Linked DNA regions of Mus musculus: region 1 is linked to region 2. Evidence: chromatin contacts called from public promoter capture Hi-C data. All regions are on one chromosome and are shown on one strand. The core of a region is the stretch at or near the end of the contact, and the rest is flanking DNA. Distances in the headings are between cores, read along the strand shown.

The links. Promoter capture Hi-C pulls out the DNA fragments that hold promoters and counts their contacts.
Region 1: a promoter capture Hi-C map of liver shows a contact between it and region 2, with 4 times the contacts expected there. The contact joins the promoter of B930095G15Rik here to the promoter of Mbnl2 in region 2. A contact is called at or near these places in 4 of 39 promoter capture datasets (cranial neural crest, liver and pre-B cells), 2 of 115 datasets of contacts at active chromatin or transcription factors (differentiating embryonic stem cells and pancreatic cancer cells) and 1 of 9 other capture datasets (embryonic stem cells).

Annotation. Positions count from the first base shown.
Region 1 is chr14:121,244,958-121,250,796 of GRCm38.p6, reverse strand. B930095G15Rik (RIKEN cDNA B930095G15 gene) reads right to left here and starts at 2,091. Exons shown (of 1, transcript NR_155502.1): 1 at 1-2,091. All of the region lies in intron 13 of Farp1 (FERM, RhoGEF (Arhgef) and pleckstrin domain protein 1 (chondrocyte-derived)), which reads right to left.
Region 2 is chr14:120,274,127-120,280,287 of GRCm38.p6, reverse strand. Mbnl2 (muscleblind like splicing factor 2) reads right to left here and starts at 4,619. Exons shown (of 8, transcript NM_207515.2): 1 at 4,383-4,619. All of the region lies in intron 2 of Gm52122 (a long non-coding RNA gene), which reads left to right.

The DNA of each region.
Region 1 (5,839 bases), core at 842-3,341, 970 kb before region 2:
GACAAGGTTTAGGAAAGCCTCTGGAGTTTAGAGTAACACAAGATATTAATACCATGCAAACATTTGACATGAGTTTGGTCTTCCATGCTCGCCACCAAACTCATGGCTATCAGAGAAGACAGAGAGCATCCTGGGTGACAGGAGTCCATGCTGTGCGGAGGCTCCACACGGAAGCACAGGCAGAAGTGAAAGCAGGGCGCATCTGAGGAGCACACATTGTGGGTGCCCACCCAGGGGACAAAGAGCTTGTCTGATGGAGATGCTACGCCCCACTCCCTCCCACCAAAGCCAATCAGCATCAGGTGTTTCACTCCCACTGGGAATAGCAAAGCCCAGCCTGTGGACGGCTGGCTGTGTGAGCTCCCAACGTAAGCTGCTGTCTCAGATGCGCTCTGTTCCACCTACATCTGCCCCCCTTTAAAGTGAACTTGCTCTCCTCCAAGGGCTTGCCCCACCCCATAGCACCTTATACGGTGCAGGGCCTTGAGAGAAGATGAGGCCACAAAAGCCAAGTGTACACTTCTCCCGGCGCCTGGGTGGCCATGATTCGGTCTGTCAAAGTGCCGCTGGGTGAGCGACTGCTGTGTTCTACAAAGGGTATTCCAGGTACAAATTGGTATTTAGGCAAGGTTTTGGGTTGAAAAGACATCAAACAGCGTTCCAACAGTGCAGGGGACAGAAGGTATGCCATGCTCCAAGGATCAAGACAGAATGTTCAAAACAGAGCGTCTTCTCCCAGGTAGGTACATGCTGACAAAACGGTATACAGTGGAACAATGGAAAGAATGTTTCTTAAATTTATTAAACAAATGACAGAAATGAGAATGAAGTCCCCAGCCTTTTCTACTTGAGAATTAATTCAGTGCATCAGAAAATTTTAATACAACACATTATTACCTCAAGGATTAAATGCACACACAGAGAGAACAGGAGGAAATTGTGTTAAAAACATGGGCTGGGCTGGTGAGATTCGGTTAGTGAGGTTTGCAGCAATTTTCCAAGGCAGGAAGAGGTGAGAGCAAGGGGTTGATGACCCTTCAAGCCCTCTAGATGCTCCTGGAGAGAGCGGGCATTCTTGGTAACTGAAGAGCTAAGTGTGGTCTTTCTGTAGCATTGCAGGCAGAGGGTCAAGGTCTTGCTTCTCACACTGGAAGCCAGGGGAAAGGGAGCTGGGGGTGCAGCTGCGTGAGACAGACGCTCATCACCAGGGATGACAGACCGGCCAGAACCCTGCATGCCCCATTCCCACCTCCAGACTCTGTAAGGGCCTTTGTCTTCTGCCATTTCCCACCACTGTTGAATATTCTGAACCAGCCCAGGGGGCTGCAGTGCTGCCTGGCACCAGTGCACACAGGCGCAGCACCAACCTTTGCTTTGCTGACGTGACCTTTCGAACTCTATCCCAACCACTATAGGGGCAGGTTTTCCATACCAACAACTGTCATCTGGAGACATCGCAGAGCAGCTAACCTGGCCCAGAGTCCTTAGGAAGAAGGACAGGTGCTGCCTTGCATGCGAAGCTGCCATCTAATACCAGAGCCACAAACATGCAGGGGAGCCCCCTTCCGGGCTGTGCCCAGTGGCCATCATGGGCTCAACAGAGTCACCCAAGAAAACCTCAATGGAGAACCAAGCAAAGCCAAGGCTGTGTGGAGAGCTCTCTCTCTCTCTCTCTCTCTCTCTCTCTCTCTCTCTCTCTGAGAGTTTTAAGCGCTTCCCTAGCTTCTTTCTGGTCGGGCATTCCATTGTTTTCTTGGAGAGCAACACGTCTCTGGGTGAGAGGTTTCTGAGAGTGCTACGCTCTTCACTTCATGAAGACCTTTTTCCAACAGACCTACCCCTTTCCTTGTCCCTGCCACAGCCGGTTAACATAAACCCACACTTTCAACTCTGCTCCCAGGAGACATACTCGGAAGTATGTATCTAGGCTACTAAAAGGGAGAACCACACAGCTTTCTGTCCAATTGGTGGCAACCAGACCACGTGGATCTTTGATTTAAGCTGACTCCACATCTGAATCATTATGGAATTTTTTTTTAAATGCTTTTCATTAGTACCTCTTTCGTAAAAAAAAAAAAAAAAAAAAAAAAAATGATATTAAGAGGCATGCTAATTTTGGCCTGAATGCCAGGCCTTTGTGTTAACACCCAGTACCTGGTGCCTCCAGTGAGTTCATTTCCTGTTTTAAGTTTCAGCTCATCACATGGGAAAGGGGTGGATTAAACCAAAGGAAAAAGCAGTGCCAATCAGTTCTTTGGCCCCACCCCCTTTTAAAATCTTGTTCCCAACACAGGCTTTCCCTCCTGTGTGTTTGTTTGGCCAGCATGAAGCTACAGTCTGTTCCTTGCGTTTAAAGAAACTCTTGCACTTCATTGCAGAATTCAGCGACAGCAGAACAGACCTGAGCCGTGCAATGTGATGGAGGGAAACCTTGGAGGAACACGGAGGAGCAATGGGTTCGGATGGGAGAGAGGAGCAGGAAACAGCTTGCCATGGGAGTTATAACCACAGTGGCTATGGAAATTCTAGCTAAACCCACGTAAAGGGCTCAGGCAAAGCCAAGCGATCAAGACAGAGGCACACAGAGTCAAACCAAGCCTGACTGACTAACTGCAGGCTGGGTCCACCTGTACCTCTGAGGCTCATTCAATAAGGGCTGCGCCTGTGGCAAGCACAGCGCTGCTCAGAGAGGGCAGAAAGCACTGTACGGGGAGAAAGCAGACTGAACTCCTGTGGTCAGGGACTCTAGATAAAAAGGGAAAAAGGGGACAAAACGAACCTCTAAGCACATTTACCATCAATTCACCAATGTTAAAAATGTTTCCTATCTGAATTTTAATCCTCCTTTTACAAAAAGCTTGGCAACGTACAACCAGGGAGACTTCTGAGGTCAACTCCCCCCAACTCCCCCCCCCCCCCCAAGACTCAGCAGGCCAGGGGCTGACTCTGCATCTAGGTTCTTCAGGCCTGGACTTTTTTTTTTTTTTTTTTCATTACTTGGTTTAAATCTTCAAAGATGTTCTTGAGGAGAAAAAAGTCTTACTACTCAGATTTTAAGCGCAGGGCCAAAGAGCGGGGGTGGGGTGGGTGGGGAGGGGGATGGCCGTGTAAGAAATTCCTGAATATGAATCACACATATAAGAAAGAATCTGGCCCAAAAGCTTCCTCTAATTAAATGCCTATCTAATAAAATACCATCGATGGCATCCAGATGACTGTTTCAGGGGCTGAGGCCGTTCACATTGGGCTCTGGAACTCATTAAGTGCATTTCTTCACGCTAAAGGAATTTCATGCCTTTTCAGTTTGCTCTTAACAAGGATCCACATGGGGAACCACTAGATATATTTCAAAATAAAATCTAACATAACATCACAATGTAAGGGGTCCTAGAGCATCCGCGAGGAGCTTTAAACTCTGAGTTTCTCTGTCTCCCACCCTTGGCCGTGAGATACTGTTTGCAGAGCAGCAGCGAGTAGGCAAGGCTCAAAGGCCCAGGCTCCTTCAGTCCAGAGGCCCGAAGCATGTATGCTGCAGTGGATAGACTGAGGTCTCAGGAAGCCCTCTGGTCTCTGCTTTGCGTTTTTGACAGCCAACTGTGACACTGGCCTTCCTCACCTCAGTTCAACGTCACACAAATATAGGTCCTTTCTAAGTCCCAGATGGAGACTGTGGGCTTTGGAAGCCTTGGAGCCTGAGGTCACAAGGTCAGAGAATGGGGAGTTCTGGGAAGGCTTGGTGCTTTCTGAGCTTTGCATAGGGACATCGGGGACAATTTGTCACCTCAGCAACCCTGCTACACTCGGCTCACTGCAGGCACGCACGTTCTCTGACTAACTTCTGAAATCTTCTAGAGCAGAGGATAAGCCCCTGTAAGGACAGTTAGTGACTACTCTCAGATGACGGGATGTTGGATTTCGGAACAAACCTGCCCCCAATTCTTTTAGGCACTATTAATTTGCTGGGACTGTTGCTTTCTTAAATACTAGCTAAGAAGCGGAAGATAAATTGGCTTTGCTGGCACAGAACCAATCAGGAGAAAACTGTGCTACAATACAAGGGGAAAGAGGTAACAGGTTCCCAGGCACAGGGGATGGGCAATCACATTACAAGGCTAAAAGAGCTCATTCCTATTTAGTTATCAGACTTCTGTGTAAGCAGAAATAAGGAAAAGTCCCTTAAACAGACCAGGATCACAATTAAAACAACCAAGCTCCGCTCCGCTCAACTCCCACCTGACCAAGCTTTCCTACGGCAAACTGGCAGCCTCTCCTAAGACCAGACAGCAGATTCAGAAACATGTTAAAACTGCAAACACCCCCACAGAATGAAGAACAGCTATTTGCTTCTAATTGTCTTTATCATCCAGGATTTTCACATCTAATTCTAGTTAGAAATGCAGGCAAGTATCTCCAGAATTAAAACGTGGAGCCTAAAGGTCCCACGTGAGGAAAGGGTTGAAGTCAGGCGGCTGGGGGGCTGGGCGCAGCTTTGTGGCACTAGCCAAGTCACTGAACTAACGCCACAGGAATGAGCTCGCTCACTCAAAGTGGAGGCTTGGTAGGTGACTGCTGACGCCTCTGTAGAGCTTAAAAGTCACCTAAGGCAAGGTGTGAGTGGACTGCTTCAGTGAACAACTGCCAACCGCTATCCAGTCAGTGTGATCCACCAATCACCCATTGAATCAGCTGACCAAGAATAGCCGAACACACTTGCATAAATACGGGTGAGGTCTCTCAACATTTAAAACGTGGCCTCTCAACATTCCTGCTGACAAGATTCTCAGAGATCCATAAGCTAAGCTCTGCCTCACTTCCTGAAGGAGCCCAGCTTCCCCACTGTGATACAGCCACAGAAGGCTCCTAAGGCCACCAGCGTGACAGCTCAGCAAGGATGCAGCATCTTTACAACTCTTTGCAAAGTTCTGTAGTTCAGAGCTAAAAATTTTGTTCTATGGTTAAAAAAGTATCAAAGACTGAAAAGTACAAATGGAGGCTTTTGTGTAATCCTCACACTCCAGCAACGGAGGTAGTGGCTTGGCTAACATTCTCACTACCTTCCAATACACTCTATGGCCATAGACCACCATGGCTGATGGAGAAAGGGCCCTGGCTGTACCCACAGAGCCATCTGCAAAGACCAAGCTGGAGCCCACATCCAAACTCTTGGCTGAGACTCGGGCATCACTCACTTCGACAATGGCTCCAGAAACGCCACAGCACGGTTAGGGAAAATACACAGTATAAGTTTAAAACCCCAGCTCCTTGATCTACAGTGGAGAAAGGCTGGGTGGCAGGCAGAGGCCTCCATGATTTTAAAAGAAGTCATAGAAATATCAAGGTGTCTGTGTTCCCAGTGGGGTCGCTGTTCATAAGGAACACATAAAACTCAGGGCAGTGATGGAGCAGAACAGCCTGTGACTGACAGGCAGCCAGGCAGGCGCACGGTTGGCTGACCTGCTGGAGACAACAGTGCCTATGGTAAGGTGTTCATTTTCCCTTACCCTACCACTCAGCAGCATCCAGCCACTTCCTAAAAAAATCTAATGATTTGACCCAGCAACAAAAACCCAACCAAACGAGCAATCCCAGGTAAATGGCTATTCCTAGGGCTCTGACAGCTTTTACAGCAGTTCACAGGAAGCCAGAGGGACCGCAGGTTCTTCCCATTAAAACACCCACTATTCTTGAGTATGATTTCACTGACACAATCTCAGCTAGCAATCAACTTCCACTTGGACTTGGATTTGTCTATGCCTCTTTATATAGGGCCCAGAAAACGGCCCCCCACTTTTAAAGAGGGAACGGACAGTTAAAAAAAAACACTTTTCTGTGATTTCAG
Region 2 (6,161 bases), core at 3,370-5,869:
AAGTGTGAGCAGGTCTAAGATTTCTCTTTGTTCACTGGCTGGCATTTAAGGCTTTATAAATGATGTGCCACAGCCTTGCCACTTCAGGCTGAAGCTATGGTAGCTGAGACTCTGAGTACTAATCTAATCTGCATGTTTCAAGCACTCTGACACGCCACGGCTCACCTTGCTCTATGTTAATTAAACAACAGGAGCCCAGCAGTAAGAAATACAGTAAAGAAAGAAAGGATAGATATCTAACATCTAAAAAAATCTTTTTATTTTAAGTGTGTTTCGTTCGTCCTCTAAACACCAGAATCACCTCTAGACTAAAATCAATATCTGATGGTTACAATGCTAGCTTAATATCAGCCAATAAGGATGTCTTAAAGCCTTTGAAATTTAGGCTTTTACGACAGGTGTGTATGTAATGACACACAAAAGGTAGGTAGTAGGTAGCCTGAAGTCCTAGCCAAGCCCAAGACCCTGCCCAAAGGGCCCCTAACACTTGTTGACTGATGTTGGATTGCTGACCCAAGAGACCTTAAACAATGAATGCTTTGTCAAAACACTAAAAGCACGTTGTGGGTCCAAGACTTTTTTTGTCATAGTGAGGGGGCGTAAGAGAAGGTCAGCTGAAAGCTGCCCACCATCAGGAACTCAGGCTCAGCAAACAAAGCTGAGGCCTTACTAAACAGACCTGTTTTGGCTCAGCGTTGCAGTGGAGGCCCAGGCCTGGAGCAAAGCTGACTCCTCACTGAGAAGTTACTCTTGCTGCAAGGGATACTTTGTATACATTTTCAAGAAGGAAAACAAAACAAAACAAAAACTGGAGTAACTAAATGATGGAGACAGACAAAAAAGAAAAAAAAAACAAACAAACAACAAAACACACACACACACACACACACACACACACACACACACACACACACAAAACCAGCAGCAAAACTGATCCACCAAGGCCCGGATAAAACCCACTTCATCCTCCAAGGAGGGAAATACCAAGTCCACAAAGCGGCAAGTATCCCTCTCTCTAGTTGAGTGGTTCTTTCCAGAAAGGAAGCTTGGGCTCCTGGCTCTTTACTATTAGTATTGTTTTCTGCAGTCTCTTTCCTTCGTGCCTCACAGGCCTTCAGGCTGAGCCTCGGCAGCTTTTTCAAGGAGGAAGAAGTGTTCTGTTCTCTGTGGGGTCGTGACCTTGGAGTCCTCGTGCGCTCACCTGATGGACTTCTGACTTGCTGATCTGCTATGACTCAGGCTCCTGACTGGCTTCCTTGTCTCTGACACACCTCACTCCAAACTGCCCACCTGCTTCCTCGTTGCCAGATCGCTTGCCTGACAGGCCAGCAGTAGCTGCTAACCTCCCAAGGGCCTCTCAGGGGTAGCTCTCTGTGGAGGTGCTGAAGGCACCCAAACTGTTTTCTAAAACTCCCTCTCGCCTCAGTCCCATCTCTTCATTAACTAAAATCTTCACCACTGCAAGCCCCCGACTAGCTTCTGCACTGCTACTGTTTCGTTATTTTGGAAAATGTAAATGAGTCAGCTTGCCTTTCTTCCCACATTTTTTTTTCATTGCTGATAAGAGAATGCAAGAAGAAAGGAAGAGATAAATGTGTGTCAGACTGACCCAACTCCTTCTGCAGGAGGAATTTACTAGCGCTCAGGATCCAAGTCGCCCGCTCCCCATTCCTGCTTGAAATCCAGAGTACCTGCTCTTGGATCTCTATGGCGCTCCCAGAGCTTGGGACTGGCTGGGAGCCATGTGATATTGATTTGTTTTCACCATGGCAACAGCAAATTAAAACAACGAGCAGAGTGAAGGCAGGCTGTTCAGCAGTAGAGCCGCATGACCAATATATTTCACAAGCATCTTTTCCTCCCTTCCGCCGGGTTTTAGCTCTCCTTTCCGCCACACTCATAGATTTCTTACAAGACGCGAAGTCAGAACTGAAACTTAGGCCAGCACAACTCTAGGAAGCCCACTGCTGGCAGAGGTTGGCCTGCCCAGCAGCTTCTAGAACATTAGGTGAGACGGATGGAGGAAACGCTAACAACCATGCCTTGACTTCCTTGGAAATTTCATTTGTGGCTTAGGCATCTTTAGAAAATTTATAAGAAACGGAGAGACTGGAGGTTTTGTATTTTGTAGCCTTATATCTAAACAGCCCAAGACATTGCCCACAATGTTTCCACACAGAGGCCCCTTCCCTTTGTACTTTACACAGTGAATTGTCCCAGGAGACAAACAACTTTTGTTACTGTTGTTTGTACAAAACAGGTCCCTAGAATTCTAGGAGAGAAAGTGTAATAAGTATTAGGTCCCTGAAGAGAAACTGAGGTAGGCACTTGCTCAAGGCCACACTAAGTAAGTGGTGCAGGAGGGCCAGCTGGTAGTAGGGACTCCAGGGAACTGCAGTGTGCTCTAGCCCAAATTCTTTCTTTAAAAGGAACCTCAATAAACACTAACCTTTCTCCAGATCCGTACAATCAAGGGTGTGCAAGAGGAGTGCCACCTGTGTCACAGGGTTAACAGCAGGGACTAGTGTATTTTATTTCCTTTGAGCCATCTGCCTTAGGACACGGTGCTGTATCTATGAAAGCAGCTGTCACCCACCAGCCAATCAACCTTGAACTTGGTAGCATAACCTGGGCCTTAGGTAAAGTTTCCAGGGGGGCTGGGAATGGGCCCCCTGGGATAGGACCCCCTGGGACGGGACCCCCTGGGATAGGCCACACAGGAAGGCTTACTGAGCCACGACACAGAGCGAGTTAGACCAGAAAGAAAGTGAAATCCGGCTCCCTGAGGCAGGCCATGGCTTTTCTCTAGCCAAGCCAGAAGCCTGCAGAAAACCTGGGCAGACAGGCAGGTAGGCAAAGTTGCCCTATTTGGCCTGTGAGGGGGGATGGATGGGCTGTGGGTTTAAATGGGAAGACATAACTCAAGTCCTGCCAACTGGGAGTTCGAATGTTCCTGGCCTGGACATAGAGAACTATTCCTTTCCACAAGCTGAATAGAAGAACACACAGCAGAAATAGTTGGGGGATGACGTCAGGAGTTCTGGGCTAGTGTCCTGCACTTCTCCTTGAAAGTAAAAACCGTGGTACGTGGCATTGCCCTTATTTAAATGAGCACTGCTCTCCCTCAGAACGGAGCAAACGAGAGGAAGAAACTTCCTCTTACATAGATGATAAAATGTCTCATTTAATTTTTGTTCCTTGTTGCTGCCTAAATATAAAAATGCCCTAATAGACATTTTCCGACTTAATCTTTGTCTTTTAAAGAGACAGTAAGGCTTTTTTGAAGAACATTAGAACATTCACGGAGGTGGCAGTTAGGCAAGTTTTTTTTCCCCCCTTCGCTTCAGTGCTTGCTAACTATTCTAAAAATGTTACACATTTATTGTAAACACATGCTTCCAAGGCCTAACAAAAAAAACACGGTTTCCTCAGCCTGGCAGAAATTTAAAACGGAAAAGGGCAGAAAGAATTCTTTAACACAGAGAAAGCCTTCCCTTCTCCTGGGCCAAGTGTGTTAAAAATAAATCTGCTTCACCCTTTCCAGCCGCTGCTTCTCGGCAAGAAAGTTGATCTGGCTGGGCATAGTGAGAGCCCAGCTTTAAAAGCTAGCCTGCTCTCATTAAATTATTCTGCTGGCTGTGTGTTCTCATTAAAAATGCATACAGATCAGATAATTGCAGTAAGCATTATTAACCCAGCCTTACTTTTGAATATAATGGTTCCACTTTTAAGCTGGAAACAAAGACAGAGGCTGCCAGGAAAAGCAATGTAAACATTGAACCACAGTGTCTAAGACTAGCCAGGAAGCTTCCTCTTCTGCCCTGGTGCTGCTTAAAATGTGCTTTTGAAACTCAATTAAAGCCATTGCCCTGTAGCACCAGGGTGGCCCCCAATTTCCAAGAAACAGACATATTTTCGTCCCAAACGTTCAGCCGATGATTATTTAAGCAGATTTTTTTTTTAAATTCTTAATTTCAAGTATGTTTTCAAAGAACAGGAAACACGTAAACTTTATTCTGTAGCCCACTCTGGCAGTAAAAAACCTCCATTATCTTAAGATAATCCTGGCCTGGATCTTTCAGATAATTAAAGATAATAATAATAAACAAATCTGTCCTTTAAATAAATAAATAAAAACCTCGGTTTTTTTTTTTTTTTTTTAATGCCTCACCCTAAACGGGCGGCGTAGATTCCAGCTTTGCCGTTTCTTGTTCTCAAATCCAAACGTTACGTAAAACTCCAGGGTTTCCTGCGAGTATTCCGTTCGAATTAGTGGAATCGGTCTCCCTGGCTTCCCTAAGCACACACATGGAATGCAGCATACTGCAGCAAACTCTTTAAACATTAAAAAAAAATTGGGGAGGGGGGGTTGTTTCTCCTACCTTGTTTAGCTCTGCTCGTCTTCCCCATGTACAGTAACCCCAAGAACATCTGGCAGGACCGAGTGGCCGTGGCTTCTCCACCGCATCATGAGGAAGGGGGGTCCATGCAAATAGTTCTCCGTCCCTGTTTATTGTACTCTGCGAGCCGCCGGCCGTGGCTGGAAAATTTTACCTTCAGATGATGAAGCAAAGACAGTCTAAACTCTGTTGCTGTGAGCTGCAGCCCTTCCTTCCCACAGGCCCCGCCCAGGCTCAGCCCACCAATCCCCGGCCAGCTCGTCAGCCCTCCTCGTCTGAAACTGGTCCTCATAGGATGACTGACACAGCAACACAGCGCTGGCAGGCTCTGAAAACAGTGCGTCCATACTGATGGAAAAGGGATCTCCCTCTCCGAGGAAAGCAGTCATAGCTCCGAGACAAAGTGGCACATAATTGGCAGAGCACAGAGAGGGGTAGCTCAGACAAATACGCTTCGAGACACCCAGCCCGTAGCTGGGAGTTGCATCATAAACACTCCGGGAATCACGAAACTCCTAAGATGGCCAAGAAATCCAATTGGATCCCAAACTAAAGTCTTAGGGCGTTTGAGGAAGCATACTGACATAGATGTACACATTCGTTTGTGAGACAATTCAGTGTTTTTCATGCAAAGTGATACCTTACGAAACATTTGCAGGCAATTTCCATGACGGAGGGAGGCTATAGCCAAGTTGGATTGCACACTGAAGACCAGACCATGCTTGAAGCCCCAGCACACAGCTTTTCTAGAGAGCTGTCATTTCAGTGGCTACTTACTGGAACCCATATATTTTCCATCTAAGTTTCCAGAGCACTAGAGACTTCAATTAGGGGATGCCGAAGGACAGAACTGATATCTCTACATTAAGCTTTGAGGCTCTTGGCTGGCACCCACTGGGGGATTAACTGTGTCTTAACCTTCTTAGATGCCATTTGATAAATGCTCATACGTTGCCCATCCTGTCTTTAGTGCCGCAATGACTGCTGGAGGGCGTTTACTGCTGAATACACATGGCACTGACCTAAGGGACATCCTCCATTTTCAATCTACAAAGGTTGACCCACAGATGCCAGAGGTTCCCTAAGATAAAGCAAGAAAAAAAAGAACGGAAAGGGTTATTTTTTTCTTCTTCTCAGTCAACAGCATTTCTGCATGCTTTGAAAACAAAAACAAAAACATATGGCATTTAGAAAACACAATAAGCACACATTTTCCTTCCACAAAACACAACATTTTGCATCTTAAAAATTAAGTATGAAGGTCCCGTGACTAACTACAGGCAAGAACAAAGATCCTATTCATCTGAAAGATTGAGCCTCTCTCTCTCTCTCTCTCTCTCTCTCTCTCTCTCTCTCTCTCTCTCTCTCTCTCTCTCTCTGCAACTGTTTAACGAATGCATCTGGAATGGAGTAACAGGGCAGAATGTAATGGTTTTGGTATTTTTAGATTTTGGAATTGTGTTCTTAAAACACATCATTTCTTGTGACTTGTGGACTAATTTTCTTCAATAGAATATCTTATTTTACTCCTCTTCACTTTAATCTCTAATATTGATTTTCATTTCTAGTCAATATTATCTTTGATAGGCTTTGGTTAAGTCTGTTGTTTTGTTTTGTTTTTCCTGGAAAGTTAAATTAGCTACATTTAAACAAGTGGAAATCTTTTTAAACTGTTAATACACCTATGCACACATACCTGAGTGTTGATCTCAAACTTACCTTCTTCCCCAGCTCCTCCTGCTTTTGACACGAAATCCCCAT